2 separate regions of the Mus musculus genome follow, and region 2 is linked to region 1. Evidence: chromatin contacts called from public HiChIP or PLAC-seq data. All regions are on one chromosome and are shown on one strand. The core of a region is the stretch at or near the end of the contact, and the rest is flanking DNA. Distances in the headings are between cores, read along the strand shown.

Region 1 (6,121 bases), core at 1,661-4,160:
GGGGATAACTACCACACCAGGCTTTGCAGTGGTGAGTTAAAGTGAGATGCTAATCCTTGGGAAGTGGCCGCAGGAACTTCACACAATGAAGCTCAAGATCCAGGCAGCTTCACCTGCATAGAGCTGGGAGCTTGTGGCAGACATTAGAGAGGAAAGGGGAGGAAGCGCTTGCCTGCTTGCCCCAGGTTTAAACCCTTTTCATAGCTTTTTCCTCTCCATGCAGGAGACTCAAAGGTCTTGTCCACATGTCTCTCTTTTCCTGCAGGGGGAAGGGAGTTGGGCTGGGATCCTCCTGTCCTCAGCCCCTCCCCTGCTCTCTCCCTCTCTGAGCTGTGCTTGTCTCCCTGTTTATAACATCCCTCCTTTATCATCACCACCAATTTATCTTTTAAACCCAAGGTCCCCTCTTTAAAACTCTTCCTTTACTTCGTCCTTTACAGGCTGCTCATGCCTGTAGTCCCAGCACTTGGTTACTGAGGCCCCAGAATCGCTATGAATCTAGGACCAATCTGGACTACAAAGTGACGTCGATGCCAGCCTGGACTGGTTAGAGAGCTGAAAAGACAAATAGGGAACCAGATAAATAGAGAACCAGAGAGCCCATAGCAGGTTAGTGGCACAGCAGAGGGTTGAACCCAAATCTACAATCTTCCCTGTACCAAGTCCTGCTCCAGTTCTTAAACTGTGTATGCAACACAAACCCATGGGAGAAGCCATCTTTTGGTCAATTAAAACTAAAGTGGGTCACAATACTCAGGACAAAGAATTCAAACTCTCTGGTGAAACTCAGAAAATCAGGGGTATCTGAGACATACCACACAGGTTTCTATTACACACAGGTAGAATTCTCAAAGCAAACAATTTGCCTGTAGAGCACTGACCTTTCCCTGAGGTCACTATCACGGAGTGAACTGTTTTAGGCCCCCTTCTGTTCTCTCTCAAAGTCACCCTTGGATGCCATTGATCCCATCAACCTTCTTGGCAGGCTGCAGCTGGTCTAGACTGCAGAGACAGCAATATTGGTAGGTTAAAGACTCTGCTCAGTGGGGGCTGGGGAGGTGACTCTGTCTGGCCATAAAGTGTTTCCATGTAAAAATAGCCAGTCAGGGCAGCACATATCTGTAACTGCAGTATTGTAGAGGCAGACAGGTGGATCCCAGAGGCTAGCTGGCCAGCTACTCTACTGAAACAAAGGGCTCTGTGTTCAATGAGAGACACTCTGTCACAAGAATAAGGTGGAAATAAAGATACCCAACATCAAAACATTGTCTGGCCGGGTAGTGGTGGTACATGCCTGTAATCCCAGCACTTGGGAGGCAGAGGCAGGCAGATTTCTGAGTTTGAGGCCAGCCTGGTCTACAGAGTGAGTTCCAGGACAGTCAGGGTTACACAGAGAAACCCTGTCTCAAAAAAAAAAAAAAATTGTCTGGTCTCCAAGTACAAACACACACATGCACGCACGCACACACACACACACACACACACACACACACACACACACACACACACACACACACGGCACCCTGGGCTTTCTTGCAAAGTTCTGGGCCCTGTGACTAGATGCAGTTTGCATGGTCAAAGTTTGTAAGGGCAGGGTAGCTGAAGCTTGGACAAATGATCTCCAGGTACCGCTTTGGTACCAACAGTGTGACTGCATCTTCTTGTTCCATTCCTTTTCCATCACCCCAGGGTACCATCTTTACAATCAGGAACTGGAAGTCTACAGGCAGCCTCTTACCTGCTGTGTGGAATGCTTGGAATGAGACCCAAACATGCATCCTAGTACCTGGTGTGTGTGGTTCCTAGGCCTTATCCAGGCTTGGGGATCAGACTGATAAGGCTCCCATCTCAACTCTGCCTGCTTCCCATTATATGACCTTCAGAAGGTCACTTGCCCTCTCTGAGCCTTTGGGTCTGTTTTTTTATTTGTTGTTTGTTTCTTAGACTATCGTGTAGTTCATGTTAACCTTGAACTTCCTCTTGGGTACAGTTTTTAGGTTACAAGCTGCTCTGTCTAGCTCTTGAACCTTTTAGAAAACATTGTAGATTTGTGTTGATTGCTATAGTACCACCTTTCCCCCTCAACTCCCACCCCAAGGAAACACACATGCTAGATTCCCAGAGTGCCCTGGAGGAGAGGTGTTGGCTATCCTTGCTGTTTTAGGGTTTCACTGCTGTGAACACACACCATGGCCAAGGCAAGTCTTATAAAGTACAATATTTAATAGTGTACTGGCTTACAGGTTCAGAGGTTCATTCCATTATCATCAAGGTGGGAGCATGGCAGTGTCCGGGCAGACATGGTGCAGGAGGAGCTGAGAGTTCTACATCTTCATCTGAAGGCTCCTAGCAGAGTACTGGCTTCCAGGCAGCTAGGATGAGGGTCTTTTTTTTTTTTAAGATATATTTATTTTTTATGTATATGAGTATACTGTAGCTGTCTTCAGACACACCAGAAGAAGGTATCAGAACCCATTACAGATGGTTGTGAGTCACCATGTGGTTGCTGGGAATTGAACTTAGGACCATTGGAAGAACAGACAGTGCTCTTAACCACTGAACCATCTCTCCAGCCCCAGGATAAGGGTGACAGTGACACACCTACTCCAACAAGGCCACACCTTCTAATAGTGCCACTCCCTGGGATGAACATACACAAACCAGCACACTTGCTGACCCTCCACACTCAAGGGAGACCAGCTGGGCAAACACTGCAGATGGTTGACTCTTGGTGGCATGTCCAGGACCCCATAACCATGTGGGATGGAGAATGGAGTTCAGTGAGCATGGGATTGAGCCAAGGGCAGCTGTAGTTCGTGACCCTGTCACGAACTTCACCCCATGGCCCTGGGTGAACTCAGCAGCCACTCCTTCCACACCTAAATGCCTCACCTGGAAAACAGACTCGCCTCCCGGGGCTTCTGCCAAGAGAAAATGAGCTAACACCTTTGAGGTGTCTATTGTCCTGGAGCTTGGCAAACATGGGGTAAATATTAGTGATGGCTTGGCAGGGCCCAGGAGAGCTTTGTGCTCTCACATCCTCCCCAGGTCTGAACAGCAAGAAAAGGCTTGCTGCCTATCCTCTTACTTTCTGTCTCCCTAACAGCAGGTACCTGCTTTTCCAAATACTCAAGTGTTCTGGGCTTGCAGAATGGTCCAAGGATCCGGGCCAGGGATCCCTCTGCTGTATTTTGAGTTAAAGTTACTTTGGGAATTGTGACTATTGATGAGGGTGGTTTGAAGCAGCAGGAAGGGTGACAATCACTGCTTGCTTTAGATCGTGCCCTTAATGGAGGATGGATGGCTGCCAGCTAGATCTCAGAGGCTCTGAGCAGGAAGTGGGATTAGAGCACATTTGAATCTCTGGTTTTCACACTTTTTGATGAAGTGAAGAGTCATCTCTCCATCTGAAGGTTTACCAGGAAGATGCCTCAGCAGAACTGAGCTGACTGAGAAAGGCCTTGGCTGCCCATCCTCTGCGCCTTAACAATCTCAGAGACCTGTAGCAACACCTACCAGAAATCTGCATCCCATCCCCAAAGCAGCAGTTGGAGGCAGACTCTGAACAATTTTGTTTGCTTTTTTTTTTTTTTTTTGAGACAGGGTTTCCCTGTGTAGCACTGGAACTCACTCTGTAGACAAGGCTGGCCTTGAACTCAGAGATCTGCCTGCCTCTGCCTTCCAAGTGCTGGGATTAAAGGCGTGCGCCACCACGCCCGGCTCTTCTTTTATTTTTCATTATGAATTTATGTCTTAGCTTTCTGTTTGCCTTTTAAGACACACAAACACACACAAATATACAGTCAGGAAGATTGGCAGACAGGACATATACATAAGCATCTTCCTCTGAAAGCAGCTCCCTCCCGGCCAGCTGCTCACCTGACTACATCCCAGGAGGACAGCCCTTCCCGAGTCTCTGAGCTAGCCTTTCTTCACCCCCTGGCATACCAATGAGGGTCCTGAATGCTGAAATCAAATAGGAACCCAGTGAAGAGAAGCAAGCCAGAAGAGATTTAGAACCATGCAGGAGCCAGCAGTGGCTCCAATAGTTCCCCCTCTGGGAGTGTGTAAGGCTTGAGGACATGGTGTAGTGCCTCAGAATTCCACAGCTGAGCCTCTTGATTCAGGGATGAGTGAAGTTGAGAGAACTCAAGAGACCCCAGCTGAGCTACAGAAACAGCTCTTCCCCAGTTGCCGGATGTGGCAGATGCAGTCCTACAAAGATGAGACTCAGCTCCACCCTCCACAGCCTCTTATACAGCCATAAGAATGAGGCTGGGAGCTGGGCAGTGGTGGTGCATGCCTTTAATCCCAGCACTTCGGAGGCAGAGGCGGGTGGATTTCTGAGTTCAAGGCCAGCCTGGTTTACAGAGTGAGTTCCAGGGCAGCCAGGGCTACACAGAGAAACCCTGTCTCGAGGGGAAAAAAAAAAAAAAAAAAAAAAAGAATGAGGCTGGGATGAGTATGCAAATAGGAGATTTGCTCAAGATGGTGAAACCAGTTTGTGGAATTAGCTGTAAGGCAAGTTGCATTGGAATTTGTTCTGTAGGATACTCAGCAGCATCATGCCAGGCCCAGGAGAGAACTACAGGGTGGCCCTCCCACCTTGGGAGCTTTCCTCTTTTAGGGTGAAGTTGAGGCTGAGAGACAAGGATGGAGCTGCCACAGACAGGGACCAGTTTACACACACACACACACACACCCCACTCTAGGGCCCAGTACATAGTAGGTACTTAATAAACTTAGCTAATGGTACATAGTAGGTACCCAGTGAGCTCGGCCCACTTGCAGAAGAGGTTCACAAAATAGGAGATGCTGGGGACACTCTGTTGTCAAAATGTTACAGTATTTCTACACTGTACCAACAACTGCAGGGTGGAATGACAGCTCTCCCCTCCCCCACCCATCTATCACTATGGTGACCATTACCAGCACCGGTCAAGGTCAAACATGGTCAACTGTTATGCTTCAGAGATCAGCATAGCTACATTTTAGGTAAATAGCATTGCTTGGAGATCTTTTGTATTTCAGATCCACTTTTTTTTAATGGCACAAACGTGATAAAAAACCCTGAATACATTCTTAACGAAGACAAATCATCTTGTTGCTTAGAACTGATTTTTCATTTCCAGTCTTCATCTCCGAGCCCAGCGATTTAACTCAGCAGTGATTACTGCGAACATGTAATTTTGTATTCTGTTTGCAACGCCTTTTTTTTTTTCTTTTTTTCTTTCTTTTTTAAAATAAAGCATTTGTTCTTTCATATAGATGTGGTGCTCGGAGCCAATCTTTGTTGGCACACCAGTTTTCCGCTTAGCAGCTCAGCAGTGAAAAGACAATGGGAGATGTTTTCATGGCTTCTATCAGGTGTCTGAGAAAGGCTTTGTGTTCGTGAGATCTACAGACAGAGGAGTTAGCACAGGAATGGAACAGAACGACTTTTCACACAGATTATTTGTATTGTTATCTAAACGGGGCATTTCTTTTGTATGGGAGGAAAACTCCTGTAGAAATCAAGTGCTTCCGAGTGTCAGTGTTACAGAGTAAACAACCAATACTTGAATTTGGAGACTGTCATTTGTTATCCGTGTGACCTTGGGCTGCTTAGCCAATTCTCTGTTTCTCAGTTTCCATCTCCTGGGGAGTGGGCAGGAACACATGAGATAGTCTTGCTGTGATTTTGTTTAACCAAGATAATGTTCTTGGCATGATATATTTTTTGAAGATTTATTTTATGTGTATGGCTATTTTGCCTGCTTGTAAGTATGTGCACCAGGTGCGTGCTTAGTGGTCTCAGAGGTCAGAAGAGGGTGTCAGATACCCTGGAACTAGTTATGGATGGTTTAAGAGCTACCATGTAGGTCTTGGCAATCAAATCTGGGTCTGGTACTATAATATGTACCCATCTGAATCAACTAATATTTATACCAATAAAGACATGAGAGGCATAAACTGAGGTAAAAACCTGCTAGCACAGTGCGGTAAATTTATTTCCTTAACTATATACAAAATATGTTTACAAGCCTGATTCTACAAGTAACCTGCTAGCTTTTTGTTGTTGTTGTTGTTGTTTTTTTGAGACAGGGTTTCTCTGTGTAGCCCTGGCTATCCTGGAACTCAC
Region 2 (5,819 bases), core at 1,672-4,171, 43 kb after region 1:
AAGAAGCACAAGTAAGAAAAGGTGATGGCTTAGCATGGCTGTGCTTGTGTGTCATGCTGACAAGGGACCCCAGTGTGCTGGCTGGTTTTATGTTAACTTGACACAAGCAAGGGTTTTCTGAAATTAGAGAACCCCAGCTGAGAAAATACCCACCAAAAGATCCAACTGTAAGACATTTTCTTAATTAGTGATTGATGTGGGAGGGCCCTGCCCATTGTGGGTTGTGTCATCCATGGTCTGGTGGTCCTGGGTTCTATAAGAAAGCAGGCTGAGCAAGCCAGTCAGTATCATTGCTCCATGGCCTGTGCATCAGCTCCTGCCTCCAGATTCCAGTGATGGTCTATGGTGTGGAAATGTAAGCCAAATAAACCGTTTCCTCTCCAAGTTACTTTTGGTCACGGTGTTTCACCATAGCAATAGTAACCCTAAGTCAGGAGGCAGACACTAAGAGGATGAGTTAGAGGCCATCTTGGTCTACATAGTGAGTTCCAGGCCAGCCAATATTTTGAGACCTTCAAACAGTACAAACAAAACAAAGCAAAACAAAATAAAACAACGTAAATACAAAAAAGTGATCACATTTATTTATTGGTGTGTGCACATGTACATACCATGGCCTACATATGGAGGTCAGAGGAAACTTGCAGGCTTGGCTCCCTTCTCCTGCCATGTGCCTCTCTGATACCAAATATTCTATTTTGTTTTATGGTTCTTAGAAAATCCTTACTTTTTTTTTTTTTTTGAGACAGAGTTTCTCTATAGTCCTGACTGTCCTAGAACTCACTTTGTAGACCAGGCTGGCCTCGAACTCAGAAATCCACCTGCCTCTGCTTCCTGAGTGCTGGGATTAAGGCATGTGCCACCATGCCCGGCTAATTTTTTTTCATAATTACTTAATAAGTTTTTTTTAAGGGACCTGTTTGCTTAATGCTTAATATTGTCTTGGGTTCCTATGCATTCCTCCATACAAAAATAGGTATGTGGGGGGGGCATATATGTGTGCATTTGTGTGTTGTTGCTGTTGTTTTGAGATAGCGTTTCACTGTATATCCCTGGTTGTTCTGGAACTTGCTGTGTAGACCAGGCTGCCCTCAGACTCACAAAGATCTGCCTGCCTTTGACTCCTGAGTGCTGGGACTAAAGGCATGTGTCATGCCCAGATTAATTATGCATTTTTCATATGCAGAGCTAATTGCTACTTCTCTCCTTGCTTAGTTATGGTATCATTCTACCAAGAACTGCATCTCCTTAGGAGTCTTCTCAACCTTGTTCTGATTCATGTGTGAATCTTCCCAGTCCTTTCGGCTCTGCAGGTCCATTTCTGCATCAGCATACTTTTGGTTTCAGACAGTGGTCTTTGCGAATACAGCTCTAACTCACTCGTTCAGAAATTGTCAGAGATGAGGTCCTGATTTCTTAACTCCAAGGTCAGGACATTTTGTAATGCAGTCACTGCCTACTTCTGACCTTCATCCATCTTCCACCCCCACCCCTCCAACCCCTTTGTCCCAATCACTCACTCTAATTTCAAGGAGACACTATTATCCAATCCAGGGTACAGGGCAAGGATGGAAAATGCCACAGGTTTTGTATTCCTGACTTTTGGTAACTGTTTGGAAACACTTTCTAGAAGCTTCCTGTCTTAGTTAGGGCTTTACTCCTGTGAACAGACATTGTGACCAAGGCAACTCTTATGAGGGCAACATTTAATTGGGGCTGGCTTACAGGTTCAGAGGTTCAGTCCATTATCATCAAGGTGGGAGCATGGCAGTGTCCAAGCAGGCATGGTGCAGGTGGGGCTGAGAGTTCTACATCTTCATCTGAAAGCCAATAGGAGAAGACAGGATTCCAGGCAGCTAGGACAAGGGTTTTAAAGCCCACACCCACAGTAACACACCTACTCCAAGAAGGCCACACCCCCTCCAACAAGGCCACACCTCTTAATGGTGCCATGCCCCGGGACAAGCATATACAAACCATCACACTTCCCTAGCTCCCCAGCCATATCCTCCTCTGTGCTCTCTAGCACTCTGCCTGTTTCTCTCACAGCTCTGAAGATGTCTGCTCACAGCTTCAATAACCAGCCCAGGCTCCTTCATAGAAGGAGGGCATCCCATTCATTTGCACATCTTCTGTCCCTTTGGGATCCACCTGGCCAGGTCTAGCTTGTGTGTGATGTGCAGTCGTAACACCAGGTGGATCACTGAATGCCTGCTATGTGCCATCCACTCTCCTGTTGCAGACAAAGTATCCTCCGAGTCTCACTCTTCAGATCAGGAGTCTGAGGCTCAGGGGAGTGGCATATAGCCCACATTGCTCCCTAAGTATGCATCAGCTGATCCACAGGTGCTCTCTCTCCCTCTCCCTTCTCTCCCTCTCTCTCTCTCTCTCCCTCTCTCTCTCTCTCTCTCTCTGTGTGTGTGTGTGTGTGTGTGTGTGTGTGAGAGAGAGAGAGAGAGAGAGAGAAAGAGAGAGAGAGATGGGGACTATTGCTGCCCCACTCAGCTCTGTTCATGGATGCTGGATGCTAGGGAATGAAACACTAATCTTCATGCTTGTGCTACCAGTGCAGCATACTTTTGCACAGTTAGCTTTCTCCCCAGGTCAAGACCTGGATCTATTTAGTATTCATACTTGTTGATTTTAGAACTAAATTATTCACACCTTCAGTTGACACTGGGGCATAGTAAACATTTCCTAAAGGAGAGAATTAACACTCAGAAGCAGACACATGAAGGGCAGCCTCTGGGAGAGCACTTTGAGGGTTGGACTTCTGGTAGACCTCAGACTTTCTGGGAAACCTTGGTTGGTGTGTGCAGGCCAGTTTCCACTATGTTGTCAGGGAAACAAGGTACTCTGTCATAGCTGCTTACCACAGCAGCGTTGCCAACACTCACCACACCCAGCTTGCATGCCACTTTGGTTTTGTGTTGTGGGTTTGTTCTCCAGGGTATGAGGGACCGCCTCAGTGAGCTCATCTTTACAGGTCTCTGAGTGCCACCCATTGATGTGCCTTGGCACTGAGCTTTCACCACTGGCTCCAGGGGAGATCTAGAAGGTTGATGGTCCCCACCCAAGTGTTCTGGTTCTTGAGATCCCCATCCTACTGGATCCTGTCTCCCACTAGAGTCATAGATTCTTGTCATGGAGGGCAACCATCAAATGTGGAATAGAAAGTTGACTCAGAGATAGGAGTCAAGAACTCCCCCTCGGCTGGGCATGGTGGTGTATGTCTTTAATCCTAGCACTTGGGAGGCAGAGGCAGAGGCAGAGGCAGAGGCAGAGGCAGAGGCAGAGGCAGAGGCAGAGGCAGAGGCAGAGGCAGAGGCAGAGGCAGAGGCAGAGGCAGAGGCAGAGGCAGGTGGATTTGAGTTCCAGTTCAGACTGGTCTACAAAGTGAGTTCTAGGACAGACAAGGATATACAGAGAAACCCTGTCTCAAACAATACAAAATAAAATAAAACCAAAGAAATAAATTCTCCTTGACACTCCTTGGCTCAGCTCACCCCAACTTTTTGGGAAATATTAGAGGCTAGCAGTCAAGGCTAAGGCAGCAGAAGGTAACAGACATGAGAGCTCAGAGATTTGGGTCTGAACCCTGGCCCACTGTTAACCCCACTTTTCAAAATTAAGTTCTGCTTTCTTGATCATCAAACATTTACTTTGTGTCAGGCCCAGTGTGGGACTCTGGGATCACCCAGATAATAAACACTTCCTTATCTTGCCCAGATCATAGTTTGATGGAGATATTAAGCACATCCCCAGTATAAGAGCAGTGGTAACCCCTAGTAATGGAAGAGTCCCACTTAGCTCCTCAAACATATGACTGTCCCCCTCATGGGCCCACAGGTAGCAAAGACTTCTTAAGAAGTGCACACTGCAAATGGTATAGGTTGGCATGTAGCCTGCCTCTCACACTGCTTCAACAAATGAGGCTACTGCAAGCCCCTTGTCTACTATTTCCTCATCCATGAAATGGGCTGATAGAGGCTGTACACATAGGCTTGGTTTCATCTCACTGAGTTCCATGTACTTACCTGGAGAATATACAAACTTTCATAGAAGATTGGTCTTCCTTGATTATCCCATATTCACGTGTAGATCGAACCTTTAGTAGGATTAGTAAGTCTCCCACCTTCCAGGACATAGTGGAAGAGATGGCCAGGATCAAGGGGCATGGCTGCAGAATGAGAGCTGTCAACTGTGCAGCTACTGAAATTGCTTGTGTACACACTTTGCCACTGAGGGCTGTGTTCTGTGAGGACACATGCCATTGAAGGGTGGCTTTGGAAAATAGCCACAAGGACATTGCAACAGCTGTCCTTATTTGTGGCAGGAACTCTGACCTGGGAACTTCAGGCTTCAGACTGGTAGGTTTTTCCCTAGGGTCCTTTCTTCACCCTTGCCTGGAGCCTGAGCCTGTGACAGTGTGGGCTTCGAAGGGCACAACTCGAGACCTTGGGAAGCCACTACTATGGGTAGTTTCATAGCTTCAGCCACCAGCTCCTTGGAAATGCTCAAAGGCAGAACCCTGAGTTCCTCCCACATCTAGCTCTGGTAGGATTGGTTAAGAGCTCAAGATCCTTTCTGAGACCCAACATCTGCATTAGTCTGAAATCTCTTGGGCCTTTTCACCAAAGGGCCAAAGAGAGATTATGTGGTACCACTTGCTTGGTCAGCTGTGTGTGTGCTAAGGGTCCATTTTACAGATGGAGGAATCCAGGTTTCCAGAAGGCTAAGAGTCACAGGAATGTTTAGAGGTTCCTGACAGTTCTGACAGAATGGGAGGATGACCATGCCAGGATGTTCTAAGACAAAATAGAATATGAAATTATGTAAACAACATGGTACCTATAAAGAAACAACAGAGGACAAATTCCAGGAGTCTCTCTCTCTCTCTCTCTCTCTCTCTCTCTCTCTCTCTCTCTCTCTCTCTCTCTCTCTCTCTCTCTCTGTCTCTTCCTGTCTGTCTGTCTCTGTGTGTGTGTGTGTGTGTGTGTGTGTGTGTGTGATTTCGGGGGGGATACATGTGCACATGTGTGTAAGCCTCAGGTTAACATCGGTGTCTTCCTGGATGGTTCTCCACCTTCTATACCAAGGGTGTCTCACACTGAAGTTGGAGCTCACAATGACTGTGAATAGTCTGGCATGCCAGCTTACTCAAAAGACTCCCTGTCTTCATTTCCCACATTATGGGATTGCAGGCATGTCTCCATGACCATCTGGCTTTCATGTGGGATTTGAGGAGTGGTGCTCTGGTCCTCATGTTTATGTGGTAAGTGCCCTCCTCACTGAACCATCTCCCACTCTCTACCTCTCAAACCCCATCCCCAGCCCTCTTCTCTCCTTAAAAGGAAGCTAGTCCTAGCCAGTTTCCAGGGTTGCCCAATTCCAGAGTGATCTTGTCTTGACCAATTATGTAATCATTTGAACCCTGTCTTCCAAAAAAAGCCACATTCTGGCAAGGATGTGAATTTCAGGGAGACACTATTATCCAATCCAGGGTACAGGGCAAGGATGGAAAATGCCAAGGCTGTATTCTACATAATGCATGGAAGCTTCTTCAGCTCTCAGAGTCTTCTGATCCTCAAGAGAAAGTAGAAACAAGCTGAGCTAGAGCTCTGTAAGCATTCCTGGGGAGTCCTGCCCAGGAGGGTGATGCAGAGCCGTTTGAGTGCCTGCTATTTGCTGTGGTCATCTGCCAGGGCTTGGATGTGAGCTCATGTCTACTGTCAAAGCCCAAATACCTGCCCCCTTCCAGTCTCAGGCTCAGCCCTGCAGCACTGCTATTAGAAGGTACAAACGTGTAAGACTTTGTC

Evidence for each region. HiChIP or PLAC-seq counts read pairs in DNA pulled down with a chosen protein or histone mark.
Region 2: a CTCF HiChIP or PLAC-seq map of CD8 T cells shows a contact between it and region 1, with 6 read pairs. The contact joins two enhancer-like sites. A contact is called at or near these places in 2 of 15 datasets of contacts at CTCF or cohesin (CD8 T cells and the NIH/3T3 cell line), 11 of 484 Hi-C or Micro-C datasets (B cells, the NIH/3T3 cell line, embryonic retina and 6 more), 2 of 115 datasets of contacts at active chromatin or transcription factors (CD8 T cells and pancreatic cancer cells) and 3 of 9 other capture datasets (adipose tissue, liver and pancreatic islet).

Annotation. Positions count from the first base shown.
Region 1 is chr12:21,434,306-21,440,426 of GRCm38.p6, forward strand. No RefSeq gene overlaps it. Among named protein-coding and RNA genes, the nearest start is that of Gm4419, 19 kb to the left of the region's middle. Within about 2 kb of position 2,911, at least 35 of the 459 cell types and tissues checked have an H3K27ac peak or open chromatin away from gene starts, as enhancers often do. A contact at or near this core is called in CD8 T cells and memory CD8 T cells, where this site is marked.
Region 2 is chr12:21,477,535-21,483,353 of GRCm38.p6, forward strand. No RefSeq gene overlaps it. Among named protein-coding and RNA genes, the nearest start is that of Gm4419, 63 kb to the left of the region's middle. Within about 2 kb of position 2,922, at least 40 of the 459 cell types and tissues checked have an H3K27ac peak or open chromatin away from gene starts, as enhancers often do. A contact at or near this core is called in CD8 T cells and memory CD8 T cells, where this site is marked.